2 separate regions of the Mus musculus genome follow, and region 2 is linked to region 1. Evidence: chromatin contacts called from public HiChIP or PLAC-seq data. All regions are on one chromosome and are shown on one strand. Each heading gives the region's core, a stretch centred on a gene start, on an enhancer-like site or on the middle of the called end of the contact. The rest is flanking DNA. Distances are from core to core; before and after follow the strand shown.

Region 1 (5,593 bases), core at 1,518-4,017:
AGCTCTTCTCTTCATCTCTCTCCAGAGCCTTTGTGTTGAGGCCTGCCCTCAAGCCCAGCATAGCTGCAGCCATTTTGTTCCATGCCTGTCAGCTATTTCATATTGTTGCTGTAATTTGCCTGCCAGTCTTTGGTACAGAAAAATAACTTGACTCAGAGCAAGGTCATGCTGATCACATATCCTGTTATGTTCTATATGTTCTGAGCTTTGTTAGTCTTAAGAAATTCCACAAAGCTTTACATAGGACCCATCAAATTAAAGGTCAATATGAAGTGTTATGTCTAAAATGGCTTGAATCAGAGCCAACCGCTAGGCAACACTTCCTGCACCTGTGTATGAGCTCATTGTGGTTTTAGCCTTTATAACCTGACAGAGAAAGATGTTCAGAGTTGTAACTCAGCCTCCAAACTCTGAACTACAGCCCCAATTGATCATTCTTAGGATATGTGTCCAATAAACCATCCCTGTCTGACTGAGATCGGTGTTCATGTGGTTTATGAGGCGAATCTTGGACTCCAACACTTTGTAATATATATATATGCAATGTATTCTGTAGACTCTCTCTCTCACACACACATACATCAGAAGTTCTACACATACCTTCTCAATCCTCTGTTCCTGGAACTTACTCCTGCACCCCAATCTGGCTCCCACACAAACTTCTGGAAGACAGGGACTGCATTCTAGCATTGAGTGCAGCAAGTGGCACGTGACAGACACGGAAAACAAGAGATAGGGCTTTGCTTATGATCTGAGCCCCTACTCACTAGATGCTCTGGGAAAGCTGAGAGGTGAGAAGCCAGAGAAAAGGCCAGAGAGGCAGAGAAGCATAAAGTAGCCCCTGTCATTGGGACCTACTTGTCATCCAGTATTATGTTGAAGTAACTTGCTTTCTGAAGCCAAACCTGACTTAATAGAATGTCCTAATGAAGTCTGGAAGGAATCCAGGGGCAGGGTTGAGAGGGAGTGGAGAGGAGCAAGTGGCAGCATGGTCAAGTCATTAAATCTGAAAGAAAAGCAAAGAAGAATGAAGAAACTTTTTTATTATTGAAAGAAAAGAGGCTGGAAAGATGGCTCAGTGGGTAAGAGCACTGACTGCTCTCCCAAAGGTCCTGAGTTCAAATCCCAGCAACCACCTGTAATGAGATCTGACACCCTCTTCTGGTATTTCTGAAGACAGCTACAGTGTACTTATGTATAATAATAAATAAATCTTTGGGCCAGAGCGAGCAGGGCTGACCAGAGAGAGCAGAATTGACCAGAGCAAGTAGAGGTCCCAAAAATTAAATTCCAAACAACTACATGAAGGCTCACAACCATCTGTACAGGTACAGTGTACTCACATACATAAAATAAATAAATAAATCTTTGAAAACAAAAAGAAAGAAAAGAAGGGAGGGGAGGAGGGAAGCAGGTGAGGGGGGAGGAGGAGGAGGAGGAGGAGGGGAGGGGGAAGTAGGAATGAGGGAAGAACAGGAGGGTGGGGAGCAAGGGGGAGGGGTGAGGAGGGAGGAGGAGAAGGAGAATTTTAGTAGTAAAAGATCATGTCGAAATGACTAATAGGTAATCTCTACTTCTAGACCAATTTACTCCCATGATCTTACAGCAATTGTGTGAACACAGATGAAATTACACACTCACACAGCCACGCCTGACACAGAGGCTACTATAACCGCACATAATGTTACTCTGTGTTTACTTTTGTGTTAAGGAAGTTGAGATTATGATTCTTTCTTCTTTGGTCCAGCCTCACATTACTGCTTTTCAAATTCATACATTAAAAAGAGTGACTGGCCCAACTTGGGATCCATCTCATGGGAGGGCGCTAAGGTCTGATACTATTGCTGATGCTGTGTTGTCCTTACAGACAGGAGCCTGTATGACTGTCCTCTGAGAGGCCCTACCAGCAGCTGACAGAGACAGAGGCGGATACACCCAACCGTTGGACTGAGGTCTGGGACCCCTATGGTTGAGTTAGGGGAAGGACTGAAGAAGCTGAAGGGAAGAGTGACCCCATAGGAAGACCAGCAGTCTCAGTTTATCCGGATTCCAGGGAGCTCCCAGAGACTGAGCCACCAACTAGGAGCATACACGGGTTGGTCGGAGGCCCCTGGCAAAAATACAGCAGAGGTCTGCTTGGTCTGGCCTCAGTTGGAGAAGATGTGCCTAATCCTTGAGAGGCTTGAAGCCCCAGGGGAGGGGGAGGTCTGCGGGGGCACCCTCTCGGAGGCAAGGGGGAGGAGGAATGGGATGAAAAATTTTGGGAGGGGGGACAAAAGGGGGGACGGGAATGTAAATAAATAATAAAAATTGAAAAAAAATTCTGCAAGGACATCCGTCAATTGATTTCCCACCGATATCTCTTGTTATCAATATTGTAGCTAGTGAAATAGTGGTTTCAGAAATAATTGATGTGGCTAGTCTGACAGTAGTGGGTTATCAGTACTAATCGATATCAGAATGATTGCTATATGCCTCCTTGTTTGCCTTGAATTTTTTTTCCCTAGCTGAAAACTTGTTGGACCCCTAGAGTATGTGCACTCTCGAAGCAATGACCTTCCTTAAATAAACTTATGCATTCATCTTTCACTGCCTGTTATTTTTGTCCACACACCTGTGCGGGCACTGCTGCGGGAGCCTTGCACTCTGCAGCAGGGAAACTTAGTATTCTGCAGTGTTTACTGCTGGTCAACCCTACGAAAAACCGAAATGCACTTCCTGTGCCAGTGCCCGCCCCCAGGCTGTGGCTGCTAGCCAGTAGGAAGAAGAGCCTGTCTCCTCAAGGACACGGAACCAGTTGCCAGACTCCTAATTTAGGCAAAGGCTCCCGTCTGTTCCCTTTGAACCGTTTCTGCAGCAACCATGGCCGCCTTCGTGACGCTCCTTACCGGAGCCAAGATGCCCATTGTGGGCCTGGGCACCTGGAAGGTGAGTGCGCAGTTTTTGGGCAGCTGCTTTTTTCAAGTGGGGACAGGTCTTGGCACGTCTTCCTCTTTGCATAGCATTTGCCTGCCGGGTGGGGGTTGGGGTCGGGTAAGGCTGGAACTCTACAGCCTTGACCCAAGTTGCTTTCAGTTTTTGTGCTGCTTCAGGCCTCAGAGCTGGCGTCTAACTTCCCTAACAAGTGTCGGGATCCCAGCTGTTCCTGGATTTTTACAAAGTACAGCAAACCATCATCTCCAGGCAGTTATTCTCGTCGCAAGCTTTTCCTCAGAATTACTTCACAGTTTACAAGTTTTGGCTGTGTATTTATTTCTGGTTGAATTATTTAGAACGAGAACGCTGAGCTCCAAATGACCCAGCTGCCCTTGCTACCCATGCTGAAGGACCCCATTACCTACTTCAGAGTAGTCTGGGAGCCTGTGAAAGCCCAGTCTCAGACCCCAGCCCAGGCACGTTCACTTTCCAAAGACCCCACTAGTTCCCACATGTTAAAGCCCGAGCAGGATCAGGGTGGCAGAGAGACTGAGCGAGAGTCAGCTCAGGTCCCACCCTGGCTGTGTTCAACTCACCTGGCAAGTTTCTCCGAGGCTCATCTCAATGCTTAGTGAAACGGTTTTGGACCAAGCCAGAAATTACACATCCATCAAAACAATAACTAATCACTTGCAGATCTCCAGGGAATCAACTCACATGGAAAACTTCACAGAGATGAACTTTCAGAATTTCAACAGCAGACGCAGACTGTAAAGGAGTTGGGCTCAGGATGAGTAGCCCGTGCTGCCAGCAGTGCGCGTGCAGGGGGGCGGGGCTTTCAGCCTGGACCTCAGTGCCTCTGAGTGGCTGGAAGCAATTCCTTGTCCCAGTGATGGCGCAGCTGTTGCTGTTTTATGATCTTTTAAAAATTAGATTTATTTTTTATTTAAATTTCAAATGTTATCCCCTTTCCTGGTCCCCCCTCCAGAATCCCCCTATCCCATCCCCCCTCCCCCTGCTTCTTCCCTCACCTACCCACCTACTCCCACCTCCCCACCCTCGAATTCCCCTACACTGGGGCATCAAGCTTTCACAGGACCAAGGGCTTCTCTTTCCATTGATGCCCGACAAGGCCATCCTCTGCTACATATGCGGCTGGAGCCATGAGTCTCTCCATGTGTACTCTTTGGTTGGTGGTTTAGTCCCTGGGAGGTCTAGGGTGTCTGGTTGGTTGATATTGTTGTTCTTCCTATGGGGTTGCAAACTCCTTCAGCTCCTTCACTCCTTTCTCGAACTCCTCCACTGGGGACCCTGTGCTCAGTCCAATGGTTGGCTGCAAGCATCCACCTCTGTATTTGTCAAGCTCTGGCAGAGCCTCCCAGGAAACAGCTATATAAGGCTCCTGTTAGGATCCACATTGGCATCCACAATAGTGTCTGGATTTGGTGTCTGTATGTGGGATGGATTCCTAGGTGGGGTAGTCTCTGGATGGCCTTTCCTTCAGTCTCTGCTCCACATTTTGCCTCCATATTTCCTCCTGTGAGTATTTTGTTCCCCTTTCTAGGAAGTACTGAAGCATCCATACTTTGGTCTTCCTTCTTCTTGAGCTTCATGTGGTCTGTGAATTGTATCTTGGGTATTCCAAGCTTTTGGGTTAATATCCACTTATCAGTGAGTGCATACCATGTGTGTTCTTTTGTGATCAGGTTACCTCATTCAGGATGATATTTTCTAGTTGTATCCATTTGCTTAAGAATTTCATGTAGTCATTGTTATAGCTGAGTAGTACTCCATTGTGTAAATGTACCACATTTTTGTATACATTCTCTGTTGAATGACATCTGGGTTCTTTCCAGCTTCTGGCTATTATAAATAAGGCTGCTATGAACATAGTGGAGCATGTGTCCTTGTTATATGTTGGAACATCTTCTGGCTATATGCCCCAAAGTGGTATAGCTGGGTCCTCAGGTAATACTATGTCCAATTTTCTGAGGAACCACCAGACTGATTTCCAGAGTGGTTGTACCAGCTTGCAATCCCACTAGTAATGGAGGAGTGTTCCTCTTTCTCCACATCCTCGCCAGCATCTGCTGTCACTTGAGTTTTTGATCTTAGCCATTCTGACTGGTGTGAGGTGGAATCTCAGGGTTGTTTTATTTGCATTTCTCTGATGACTAAGGATATTGAACATTTCTTTAGCTGCTTCTCAGCCATTCGAGTTTCCTCAGTTGAGAATTCTTTGTTTAGCTCTGTACCCCATTTTATAGGGTTATTTGATTCTCTGGAGTCTAACTTCTTGAGTTCTTTGTATATGTTGGATATTAGCCTTTTATTGGGTGTAGGATTGGTAAAGATCTTTTCCCAATCTGTTGGTTGTCATTTTGTCCTATTGACAGTGTCCTTTGCCTTACAGAAGCTTCCCAATTTTATGAGGTCCCGATATTTGACAGCTACATAAAGGATCTCTAGACTTTGTGAGAAATTTATTTATTTATTTATTTATTTATTTATTGTCTGAGATAGGCATATATAACTCTGACAGACATAGAACTTAGTAGGCAGCTGAAACTGCTCCTGACCTCATAACTCTACCTCCCAAATGCTTGCAATTACAAGCGTGAACTATGTCACCGAGAAGTTGAGCTTCCAGGCTGGCCCAAATTCTCTGTCCCCCTGT
Region 2 (5,593 bases), core at 2,248-4,747, 950 kb after region 1:
GAAGACACCTGACATCGCTCTCACATGCATGCACAGGCAATGCTCACTCGCTCCCCAGACATGTACAGGCATACACACATAGAAGCACAGTTGTAGGCATGCTATGTCTCTAATTATGTGCCCCCTTCCCTTACCTCTAGAGGAGACTATGAAAGCTTGGAGAACTTTGAAGAATCTCTTACTGTTACGGCTTTCTAGCCTGTGGAGACAGTGGTCAGGATAAGTGGACTACCAGAGTGGACACCATGCGGTCCCTTATACTTCCATTGGAGCTCCCTGCTAATCAGAGAAAGCCACTGATGTCACTAATATAGATAATGGCCCTCGGGTGTTTAGCATGTTTCAGGTTTAGTGTTAGACTCATCACCTGTGTTAACTGGTCAAAGTTTACAATGAGGAGGTCAGTATGGAGCAGTGCTCCCTGCAGACGTATGTGGTTACAAATTCTAGAAACCCCCTTAAAATAAAAGAAACAGGTGTAGTTACATCTCATTGTACTTAATTTACCATATTCGAAATATCATTTCTACAATCAGTAAGTGCTAACAAGACATATCACACACACACACACACACACACACACACACACACACACACACACACCATACAAAAGTCTTTGACGTCTTAAATGTGTCTCATATCACACTTTCTTCTTTTGGGAGTTGTTGCATTTAATGGTTGATAAAAGTCCTAAGAGGCAGGGGTGAAAGACTAATTCCATTAATGACTATTTTCACGGCTCATGCGTAGTTCTTGCCACCCCTCTTCACCCCTGAATATTCCGGGTCTGAGAAACCACACACGCAATGCACACAAATCGAAGCTTCTAACACTCACTGTAAGCAGGAAGTGGCCCCATTGTGTTACTACTTGTTTAGAAAATTGAAATTAAAGTTTAAAAGTAAAGGCCTCCAGTCTCAGATCACGACAAAACTTTTGTACACGTATAAACATCTTATAGACAATGCACAAGCGAGGACCACGGCTACTCCCCATTCAAAGGAGACCACATTTCCCACACAGTGCAGGTGGCTCAAAGAGCAATCTGCTTGCTAATTGAGTTCTACCTGGCTGTGCTGCTGTCTTCAGACACATCGCTGTTTCAGATATCAGTTTCAGGAACCTTTCGGTTCCAAATAATAAACAGTTTATTATTTTTCTTTGTTGAATTAGAAACTCAAGCCAAACCCTCTTGTAAGTTTAACACCTCCTAAAGGATGATGGCAAGACTTTAAGGGAAGCCTGGCTGCAGTAGAGCAGAAACCAGGCTGTGTGCAGTCTGCGACATGTGATTGTATCCTCAATATCAGTCAACCAAGATGAAGCTCTCTGTAGTGTGGGGTGGCCAGTGACCACCGGATCAGGCAGTGCAGGGCTGGAAGCCAGGCAAAGCTCAGGGGCAGGCTGCCTGCTCTTGTTATTCTGACAGCTACTAGCTGTGAAGTCTTAGTGTGGTTCCTCCACCCAACCTTTGCCTCCATTTCCCTCTCTGCAGAACGAGGAGACAGGTAGTTTCCTTTCTGAAGAATGCTATTAGGAATGGAATTAATATGTGTAAGAGCTGAGACCAATACCTGCTACAGACTCTGTATTCAGCGCATAGACACTATAGACACAATAAGAAACAGGCTCAGAGGGGTCAAAAAAATCTACCGAAGGTCACTCTGTTAGGAGACCTGGGGCTTCAGCCTGAGCCTATGAGATTATGCATGCAAAATGACTCCTCTAACCGGCCTCACAGCCTTCTGTTTCTAGAACCCTTAAATAGAGGGTTGGTTAATCCGTTCTCAGGGACTGGGGAGAAAACCTAGTTTGCCTGCCAATTTCTCTGATGAACATACTCCCACTAAGGCTGACCTGAAGCTACTAAGTGGTTTAGAAAGCAGCTTTCAAGTTTCTGAAATTCTAACAATGGGCTCTTGGGCATCCTGCATGGTAGGAGCTGACCCAGCACACGATTGCATCTTATGAAGTTAGTTCTCCTGGCTCTGATACTAGCCGGCTTCTGGTGTCATGCTTGCTCATAGAACTTATTTTATAAATCTAAAGGATTGTCCAAAGGACCTTGAGAGAATAGGGCTTCCTTGGATGTTTGCTGATTGGCTCTAAAGCTGGGCAACCTCAGCTCTGATTGGCTCTAAAGCTGGGCAACCTCAGCTCTGATTGGCTCTAAAGCTGGGCAACCTCAGCTCTGATTGGTCTAAAGCTGGGCAACCTCAGCTCTGATTGGCTCTAAAGCTGGGCAACCTCAGCTCTGATTGGCTCTAAAGCTGGGCAACCTCAGCTCTGATTGGCTCTAAAGCTGGGCAACCTCAGCTCTGATTGGCTCTAAAGCTGGGCAACCTCATGTTTTGCGATTTTCCTGCTGTTACTCTTCAGACTCTCTCCTTTCAACTTCCTGTTTATACCTCTTGCCTCCTGATACCCTGACCTAAATGGCAGCCAAAAGGCAAGCGGGTTTGGTGACATGGTCCACGGGAGTCAGACATGCCCAAGGGAATAGACCCATTCAGTCTGTAGGTAAAGTGTTGAATGAATGAGCAAAGGAATGTAGAAAGAAGCCACAGGTTTTGAACAGTGGGAATGCCTGTGTCAGCTTCCAGCCTTCTCTTCTGGCTTGGTACCCAGAATCGCGTCTACTGAATCCTCCCTCCCTGTCTACACAGCCAGCACCTTTGGTCTGGATTCTATTTTAAATCCATAAGTGAGGTAATTTGGTTTGACAACAGAAGCACAGATGGAGTCACAGAGTGCTGGCCTCCAAGGCAGACGACGCATCCATTCATCCCGCTAGGACTGCCATCATCAGTGACTCAGTGATACGTGTAGTCTTGTGTCAGGCCAGGCCAGGCCAGAATGTCCTCCTGCAATGTCCATGTGCGCAGAGTATTCTCTGCCAGGCGCAAGAATCCTTTGGGCAATTCAGCTTCCATGTGTCTGTGAGGCCGGAAGCTCTGCTTGCCAGAGCAGCGTGTCAGTGGAGAAAGGGTTAGGCCCGCTAATGGCGGCACTGACTGAACATGACGGACCGGATCTCTGCCAACTTTGTGGGGTTCACACAGTGCACTTTGGGATCTGTTCCTTATACTCCAAACTGTAAAGAAGAACCGAGGAGAACTCTTGCTTCCATAAAAAATGTGCAAGCTACGGTTCCTTAAAGAACTGTGACTTAGAAAGCAGAAAATATAGCTTAGAAAGCAAATGAAAGTCCCCTGTGTAGTCATGGCTCAGCTTAGATGAGCAGCTATTAAATGTGAGCAAATGTGAAACTGTCATTGTGTTCGTTCACTGAGGTGCTTGTTGTAGTAATTAGCCTACCCAGACTGATAGATTCTGTGTGTGTGTGTCCATCTGTCTGTCTGCGTGTCTGTCTGTCTGTCTTAGATCCTTAGAGGTTAGAGAAGTGGAAGGTGGGGGTTGGTATGGTACCAGAAGGAATATTCTAGAATGGAATGTTGCCTGGAGAGGGTATCTTATTTGCTCACTGGTTACATTGCATAGAAGGAGAAGACGTGGAGCCTTATGGAGGGAGTGGTTAGTATTTTCCTTATCTTCTCCCCTAGAGTCTGGCCTTGAAGGGATTTGAAGGATAGGCATGCACATTTGCTCTGGCTTAGTAAGTAGATGGTCAGCCATGTTCAGGCCCAGTGGGTAGCAGTCTGGGAACAGAAGGGAGCCCAGGGAGGAGTTGGACTCTCCTGCTCCCAGCAGGCTTGGGAGAGGGTGAGTTATGTAAGGAATTTCCTGCTTTGAATCACGATGCCAATAACCACAGCTCAGCAGGTTCGTCTCCTGGCCACTGTCCGTGATTTTCCAAAAACACCTCTGAAAACATTCACATTTGTCCTTAACAGCCCTGGACCAGTTCGTTAGCGAATCTGATTTGGGGTAAGAAACTTACAATGGATTTATTTTCATCCACAATCAAAATGGAAGGGAATCTTCCTTTTCTCCCTTTTGAATTTGGAAACTCTGGGGAGGAATTTTTCCAGTAAGAACAAGAGGTGGGCGGGGGTCGGGAGAGGTCAGAAAAACACTTGAGAGCCCTGGCAGGTATGGGCTGATGTGGGATGGCACTGTCTGGCTGTTTACACAATGTTGTGGCTTTTATGTGCTGAGGATGAGCCCAGCCTAGGGAAAGGACAGTTCCAGACCAGGACTAGCTCTGCCTGCTATTGGGCTGGGAGCCTTGAGTTCAGGGGCTTCCACCAGCTCCTTAGCATCCCAGGGAACCATTTCCTCCCAGACCTTAGTAAAGCCAGGTGGGTGGCATGCCACCTTGAATCCAGAGGTGCACTGGATGGACTGTGGTCCCCAGAAGACATGTGTGGGGTGATGTTTAGGGGAAAATAGTTTCTAAAGCAGGATACAGGGACCTGAGTGCCTTGAGCAAAAGCTCTTTAGCAGCCTCCTCGACATCTCTTTGTTCTCTATTCTTTTCTCCTGAGCCCACAAAAGAGAGATCAGTAGAGAGCAGGGACTAGCTTCCACAGGAGAGGAGTGGAGGAGGAGAAAGATCAAGGGTGAGCCCAGAGGGACTGGGGCAGAACTGGTGCCTCCAGCATCCTGTACAAGGTGTTTTGATTGCAGTCTGCCGACCTCACCTTAGGAGATATATTAGGTATTTTTTCCCCAGCTGTGACCAAATACCCAACAAGAAGCAACTTAAAGAAGGAAGGTCTTGGTTTGGTTTATTATGGCCAGGAAGGCATGATGGCAGGGGGTGTGGCTGGTCACAGGCACTGACAATCAAGAAGCAGAGAGATGAATATTGGCCTCATTAGTTGTTTTCCTTTTTAGATTTATTTATTTATATGTGTGAGTGTTTTCCTGCACTCACGCACACACACAGCACATGCCACGTTAGTGCCTGGTATCCAGGAAGGCCATCAGATCCTTTGGAACTGGAGTTGCAGATGGTTGTGAGCCAGCCTGTGCGTGCTGGGAACCAGACCTGAGCTGTCTGTAAGAACAGCAGGTGCCATTCAACCGCTGAGCCATCTCTCTAGACAACCCTTTGTTTTTATTCAGTTAGGAACCCCAGTCCATGGAATGGTTCAACTCACAGTTAGGATGAACCTTCCTATTTCAATGGATCTAATCTAGATCATCCCCTACAGACAGGCCCAGGGGCTTGTCTCCTCAGTAATTCTAAATCCTGCCAAACCAACAATGAATATGGATCACGGATCACTCCTGTAAGCGATTGGTGGGTGCCGGTGTAAGATGCTTGGTCCTACAAATGTAGTAATTCTGATTTCGGGCTGTTCAGTGCTTATGGCTTGGCAGATCCTCATAGGTTAAATGTGCATTATCATTCAAATAATTGCTTGCTTTTCTTTGCACGTCCAAGGATGCCTCCTCTGGGATGGAGTGAGATGCTATGCCGCACTTAGGTTCAGCCTGTAGCAGCAGGATTAGACAAACATACAAATCAGGATAAGAGCAAGGTAGGATGCAGTGCAGGACCCAGAAAGTGCGCCTGATGGAGGAGCTTTGGAGGAAGACCAGGTCCTTGGCTCCACTGTGGGCTTTGTTCTTCCTACATCCCTAGGAGGAGCTGATGCTGATTTTCATGGAGGCAAGAGAGTAA

What was found. HiChIP or PLAC-seq counts read pairs in DNA pulled down with a chosen protein or histone mark.
Region 2: a FOXA1 HiChIP or PLAC-seq map of pancreatic cancer cells shows a contact between it and region 1. The contact joins the promoter of 1700065J11Rik here to the promoter of Akr1b10 in region 1. A contact is called at or near these places in 2 of 115 datasets of contacts at active chromatin or transcription factors (bone marrow-derived macrophages and pancreatic cancer cells) and 1 of 9 other capture datasets (liver).

Annotation. Positions count from the first base shown.
Region 1 is chr6:34,381,480-34,387,072 of GRCm38.p6, forward strand. Akr1b10 (aldo-keto reductase family 1, member B10 (aldose reductase)) reads left to right here and starts at 2,768. Exons shown (of 10, transcript NM_172398.3): 1 at 2,768-2,928. The coding sequence starts at 2,863.
Region 2 is chr6:35,327,349-35,332,941 of GRCm38.p6, forward strand. It overlaps 1700065J11Rik (RIKEN cDNA 1700065J11 gene), which reads left to right and starts at 3,498. Exons shown (of 3, transcript NR_040526.1): 1 at 3,498-3,534.